2 separate regions of the Acanthopagrus latus genome follow, and region 1 is linked to region 2. A link is a contact called in public Hi-C data. All regions are on one chromosome and are shown on one strand. The core of a region is the stretch at or near the end of the contact, and the rest is flanking DNA. Distances in the headings are between cores, read along the strand shown.

Region 1 (3,495 bases), core at 448-2,947, 930 kb after region 2:
ATAAAAAGGAAGAATAGGCCAAATGTTACTGTGAAACTACAACATTTTATCCTGTGGACCAACGTAGCTATTATACAGACTGGGTTGATGACACATAAACTCTGGAATGTGCATGCATGCTAAGATTATGTTTTAACCTAATCTGGACGTGGAGATGTTGGAGTGTTATTTTAAGTGGTTCACTTGTAACCTAGTGACTGCTGCAGCTGTGTGTATGGGTTCTGCTACTATAAAGGATGAGGAGAGACTCCCTCTCTTCAGTCATCAGCTGTCTGCTGACGATGTGTGACTCTTGCTTACAAGCAATAAAGAACTTATAGAGAAGAAATATTGTGTCGAACTTGATGTTTCACCAACTCTCATCTGCAATAGAAAAGCGACTGATTTGCAGTTGCCACAACAGTTTGTATAGCCTGCACACAAAAAAACCACAAAACAAACAGACAGATGTTTTCTGTTTGTTATGCATACGTGAAATAACTGAAGCACTGCTGCCCTGAGGAATGACAGTAAAATGACTTTCTGCAACACCCATCTGACTCTCAATATACAAACTGGGTAGAAACAGTGTTTGTGACGTGCATCAGTGTTGCAACATCCTCCTTCTCAGGACTCATGATCTGAACATTTCTAAGTGATAACAGAAAGTTTCCTGAAAACATGGTGCTGCTGTCCAATCAAAACCACTCATCTCCCAAGTGTGAACTTTTCATGACCTAAGAAAGTTTATCAGCGACTGATCAGAAAACATCCTGCTCTCATTTCTTTCCTCACCCTGGGCCCTAATACTCCTCCGTATACAGCAGCCATGTTTTCAGCTTTGTGGCGATGCATTTTTCAGGTGATTCACTGAGTTTGTTAAAGGTTTGTTTGGCTTCAGAAATACGAGAACCGTCTCAGCTCATAACGGACCTTCAGTTTGATCACACAAATCAAAAACACCACATTTGGAGATTACATGGTTTTGACTGGAAAACATTTGAGTATCTTCAAGCTGTGGTACAATCTGACCAATAACTCTGGACACACGCACCCGTAAAATCTGCCACCAAGTAATACAATACACGTGTAATACATGCCACAGCAGTAGGTGGGGATGTAAGGTAAAACAGGAAGGCTGTTTTAACCAATCAAAATAGTTTAAAACCTGAAAGGAGCAGCGTGGCAAATACCAAAACCCAAACAACAATGGCGACTCGAAAGGGTGCATCGTTTGTTTGCTAGCAGAAGGAGCAGTCTTCTTCATCCAGGCGCCGCTGTTGTTGCATTAGTTTGAGCAGCTGGACATGACAGCTGAACACAGCTGTCAGCAAGACAATAAACAACAACTTTCTCACGTCCATTTTAGCCAAGTTATCAAGCGAAGCTAGTTAACAACCTCTAACTGTCATTACTCTCTGTGTTTACATTGCTGTGCGTGCAATATTTACAGAGGCACGCGCTCAGCTCTGACGTAAGCAATGGAAATATTTGGGGTTGTCATATCCCTCTCCTGCTCCTCCCCCCTCCTCTCTGACGGAGTCTCCAGCCTGAGTTTCTCCACCTTCACCTGCATTACTGTTAGCACTCCCTGCCTCGTTGTCCACTTCTGGGTCCTGCCAAAAACTAAGGCAACAACAAGCTGATTAGAAATGACAAATATAATTCAGTTATTTATCAGGTTAAAAAGAGCTGTTATCATTTTAAATATTGTTTTTATGATATTTCATTAAATGTAATTCAGAATAAACATTATTATACATTAATTTTGTCATCTGCTGAAGCTCAATGTTTCTTATGTTTTACTGATGCAGTAATTAAGCAAAGCAAACTAACACGTGTCACACATGTCTAATTACATGTTACAAGAAATAATGCAAATAATGAAGATTGTCAGGAGCCATGGTGTAACAGCAGGTCACTAGTTTGTGGACTTCTGTTCAGAAGAATCTTGCAGTAAACTCAAGTTAAAACCTTTAATGTGTCTAAAAGTCATTTCACAACATGTGTCTGATCTTTTGATTAGATTCCTTGGTACAGAGCCGAAAGCGTCAAAGTTTCCTGTGATGGTGAGATAAAGAAGTCACCTCCCTCCAGCCACTAATGACAAGCTGCTGATGAGGGTTAATATAGAGATAATCGGGTGAGAGGTGTCAGTGTTTGCTCGTCCTCAGAGCAGAATGGCTGCAGTCGCAGAGCTCTCCTTCCTGCTGTTTGCTCTCATCAACAACATTCATGCAGAAGAACGTATCTTCATCGAAAGGGAATCAGACTCTTTCACCTTCAGACTCCCTGAGGACGCCGACTCCTGCCTGATCTCCAGATTTGTTGGTGAGGAGAAGCTCGTCCTGTGGAATACCTCTGCCCTCTGGTCCCAGAACTCCACAGTACCTGAAGACTTGAAACAACGACTGTCAGTTGTCACCAGCAACAGTATTTCTTCTTACATGATCCAGAACCTGACCCACTCAGACTCCGGTCAGTACCAAGAGAAGTGTTGGGGCAACGTGATGTATGAGAACAACATCACTATTATTGTTTGTAGTACGAGAAATGAATACAAAGATATTGAAGTCAGAGCTGGAGAAACAGTGGACCTGCCATGTGAGGGAGCAGCTGACAATCTGGACATCCAGTGGCTCAAGAGTGATTCTGGATATTGGACCAGCTTCTGGACAAGAGTTTTTGAGGACAGTGTAACATCGGTGATGGACAATGTTGAAGGAAGATCCCAAGAGGTGAAAACCTCATCAGGACTTCGTATTTACAACCTCACGTTAACAAAGTTCAATTATTACGCCTGTCTGGTGATGAACCAACAGCAGTGTGTCAGCAGTCACTCTGTACAGTTAAACCTACTAGATGAGTCGATCCTCCACACAGTGGGAGAGACAGCTGTGTTACAGTGTCCTGCTGCTGAGTTCACTGACGACCAGCTTCCACTTTGGAGGGTGACTAATGTGATATCGTCCACCTCAGAGGCGGGAAAAAACTACTCACTGGTGGTTTCATCACTTCAGTTAAATGACTCAGGTTATTACGATTGTGAAATCTACAACCATTTTCAACGGTATTACCTGGTGGTGTGCCCCAAACCTGGCCCACCTGCTGTCGAGCTCTTCTCAGAAGGAGACAACGTCACTTTCAGATGCAGAGGTCGGATAGAGGGTTGGGGGTACCACTGGTGGATCAAGACAAACCAAACAGAAGACAGACTCTTGAGTGAATCTAATTTAGCACCTGATTCTGATCTGCAGAGCAGACTGAGCAGATTTAGAGAAGATGGCTTGATGATTCTTTCTAATGTCTCACTGGAAGACACAGGAGAGTATTTGTGTTCCGTTTCTGGCCCAGATGGACCGTGTATGTCATTGTCCAGAACTGTTCTGAAGTCCAGAGAGCCCTCTGGGATGGACTTCACCCTCTACACAGTGAGGTCCTCACTGCTCCCTGGTCTGCTGGTGATCCTCTGTGTTGTTGTGGTGGCTGTGAACCAGAGGACCAGGGGAGGAGAGC
Region 2 (3,488 bases), core at 634-3,133:
TGGGGGTGAGGTCACAGAAAGGACAGGGCACGTGTACATATTATGTATACAAGAATCTATGTCTTACTTTTTTATTATATTGTTTATTTTTTACTATTATTGTTCTTTATTGTTAAATTGAACTGTCCTTAAGCTGCTGTGACACACAAATATCCCTGTTTGCAGGACCAGTAAAGTAGTTCTGATTCTGAATCTGAGTCAATCATGATCCCTGGGAATTGCACGACTTAATATTCTGATCAGTCATAAATAAGGAAATTATTCTAAGACTTTATGGCATTATGTTTGTTTTGGGACGTCACATGGTTCTGACATCAGAGCAGCCTAAAGTGCACTAACAAAGGAAAGTGTATCGACCCTGATGTCCAGTAGGTGGCGCCTGCTTGACACAGTTCCCCCAGGTTTGACAACTCCTATCTCCCACTGTCTGAGAGCGCACCTGAAAGCATCCCACTGTGTCAAAATCCCTAGCAGAGAAAAAGAATAAGTATATTTCACCAAACTTTGATGTGGAATAAAAAACGTTCTAACATAAGTAGTAAAAAATAATAATTATTGTTCTCTGGTAAGAATTTGATAAAGTATTACTCGAAAAGTACACAGTAAAAGTACTTTATATTGTGCATGCAGGTAGTCTGGGAAGTACTATGTTCAGCAGTATATGAATCTTGGACTACTTATGGAAAATGTGTTTTTTAATTTTCATTCCACATCAAAGTTGGGCAAAATATCCCCTTTTCTCTGTTAAGGACTCTGACACATTCAATTCTGACAGGATTTAATAAAAAAAATAAACTTTATTTCTATAGCACTTTTAAAAGCAAGGTTTACAAAGTGCTTTGACAGACAAAGCAAGAATACAATTTACAATTACAAAGGACGATAAAATAGATTGCATGAAATGATTTTAATAACAGAGGAAAAAAAACGTAGAACAGAACTCAAAGACAGTTGAAGTAAAAATAAACATACAAGGACCACATCACATAAAGGCAAGTCTATAAAAGTGGGTTTTAAGAAGTGATTTAAAAGAATTTAATAATATATTTTTAAAGAATATATACAATTGGAAGCTTAGATGTTGCTGGACAAACTGTAAGGAGCCATTTTACATAGTAAACAAGGATCTGTAAAATGATGGACACATTTTTTGGAGCATCGTGTCATAACTGGAGCCAGTTAGTCCAGTGAAATTTGAAAAGTCTAGAAGTCTCTGTTTGCCGTCTAACAAAGAACATAGTATTTCTAGTTTCGCCTAATTTGGCACAAATAATGGTTTATTACATCTGTATTAGATTACTTAGGGTATGACTGTGTATATCTACTGCATAATATTTCTATTTCTTTTTGTCTACATTGACAAAAAAGTACAGCTTATTACATATTATTAATGAACTCTGAAATAAAGGGCGGCCAGACATTTTGCTGGTGCTTTTCTCCCTCTCCCTCCCACAGAGAGTTTTCTCTATTCAAACTTACTTACGCACACAATTTCTTGAGAAATGTTCTAGTTTTGCATCTTAACCTTCAAGGTACCTTTCAAATTAATGTAATTGAGTAAAAAAGTACAATATTTACAATACTTTAATTTGTTGTGGAATAGAAGTGTAAAGTAATATAACATGTAGGAAGTATGTAGATAAAGTACTTGAGTTGATGTAGTTAGTTTCCACCATTTCCATAAAAATCACACCATGATCAACTGAGTTACTTTTCCTCCAACACGAGTCGTTGTATCATCAGCAGATAACAGCTGAGAGTGAAAACAAGTGGAAGCGCGGTGATGATTTCTTTAAATGCTTCTTTCATCATCAGTTCTTATCTGAAAGTGCTGCAGGCTGTCTTCAACTCGCTCCTGAAGATAAGTGAAAGATTGATCTTTGCCCTCTGGGTCCATTAATCATTCAGCTCTGGCACAGTGAAAGTCAAGGATTTAAAAGCTCCCAACAGTGAAAACTCAGAGAGGAATCCTCCGTCAGTGCAGCAACATGGATACTAAACAGCCTGAGGGAGCATCCAGAGATGAAGACCGGAAGAGTGGATTCATGATGAGGGTCAGGAAATTCAACCTCAAGGAAGTTTTGACCTGGTGAGTGGACGAGACGGGAAGAGAAGCAAGCTGGAGGGAAAAGTTAGTACAAACGTTTCTGTGTTTCTGTGGAGCAGAGATGAAGTCAGCAGTCTGAGGTGGAGAAGGTACACTTATGTTCAAACAGTGGTGCTGTTACTTTTCTGATATTTTAATTCAATTTTAGTAAAATTACTCACTTTAAAGTCTACTGAAGATTTTATGGAAAGTAACTTAATACATTTATTCAGTAACTGCACTCAACTTTTAGATACTTGTACTTTTTACTTGTGTATTTCTATTTCATACTTTATTTAACTGCAGTTCAGAGGTGAACATTACACTGTTTACTCCTGAATGAATCTGATAACTTAAGTTTCTTTGCAGATTAATAAAACAAAATATACTCAACAAATAAATTGGCTTATTATCATTAATTGATGCCAAGGACAAACTTAACAAGCAATGCTGCAGTGTGTAAAATAATTTAAACCATCATTACAAATCATGAAAGTGATCTACACATTAATGCATTGGTAATTACATTACTATAATATGATGTGATACAATATAATATTCATATTTCTGAAATGGTACATTCTAAATCATAAGTAATTTTACTAATTTATGCAGGCCTGTATTTTGAAGCGAGAACTTCTGCTCATTTATTTAAGTATAACAGATTTTTATTGATAATAGAGTAAAACTTTATTTACATAACCTCTTTCATGTTACAGCGCGCTTCACAAAACCAAAATACAAAGCACATAAAACCAGCTGAGAGCAACAGAGACTCAACCCAGAGAGCACAAAGAGAGTAAAACATGATTTTTGGTGGGTTTTGTCTTGGAACAGACGATATGATCTGCACTGTGGTGCTGCTTCTCTTCCTCAGTAAAAGATCTGTGCACTATTTAACAGACATTTAAAATGCAGTCAGGGTGAAGTTATTCATTCTTCAGCAGACACTCCTTGATGTGATGTATTTGTGCGAGTCTTAGGTGACACAGTCGAGGTTCAGTGATCTGTAAACTGTAAGTGATGACGTAAACAACACGATTGCTCGTGAAAATAATGTTGAAAAACAAAACATTTTCCTGTAGAAGAAGGAAGAATATGGAAGAGGCCACAGATGAGCTGGTAGATCGCTGCTTATTGAGCAGGTATTTGTTTTCGGTACAGTTTTCATTGTCTATGATATGTTTAGGTTGTTTAAACAAATGTTTATAATAGAAACCGATATAAGATAACAACAGGTCTTTACAGGGAGAGTTGATCATACGGGGAAACAACGATTCACTGAAGTGGTTTCATTCTGCTCATCTCTTTGAAAAAAATAAGCCAATAAGAACTAATCTGTTCTGGAAAATGTTTAAAGTGGACGAAGCTGAATAATCCTTGAAACTCCCTGGTGGACTGA

What was found. A called contact is a pair of places that touch in the nucleus more often than the background predicts.
Region 1: a Hi-C map of muscle shows a contact between it and region 2, with 10 times the contacts expected there. The contact joins the promoter of LOC119030978 here to the promoter of LOC119013405 in region 2. A contact is called at or near these places in 2 of 4 Hi-C or Micro-C datasets (liver and muscle).

Annotation. Positions count from the first base shown.
Region 1 is chr2:3,545,521-3,549,015 of fAcaLat1.1, forward strand. It overlaps LOC119030978, which reads left to right and starts at 1,698. Exons shown (of 2, transcript XM_037119014.1): 1 at 1,698-2,457; 2 at 2,554-3,495. The coding sequence starts at 2,160.
Region 2 is chr2:2,618,318-2,621,805 of fAcaLat1.1, forward strand. LOC119013405 (solute carrier family 35 member F2-like) reads left to right here and starts at 1,884. Exons shown (of 8, transcript XM_037087900.1): 1 at 1,884-2,089. The coding sequence starts at 1,989.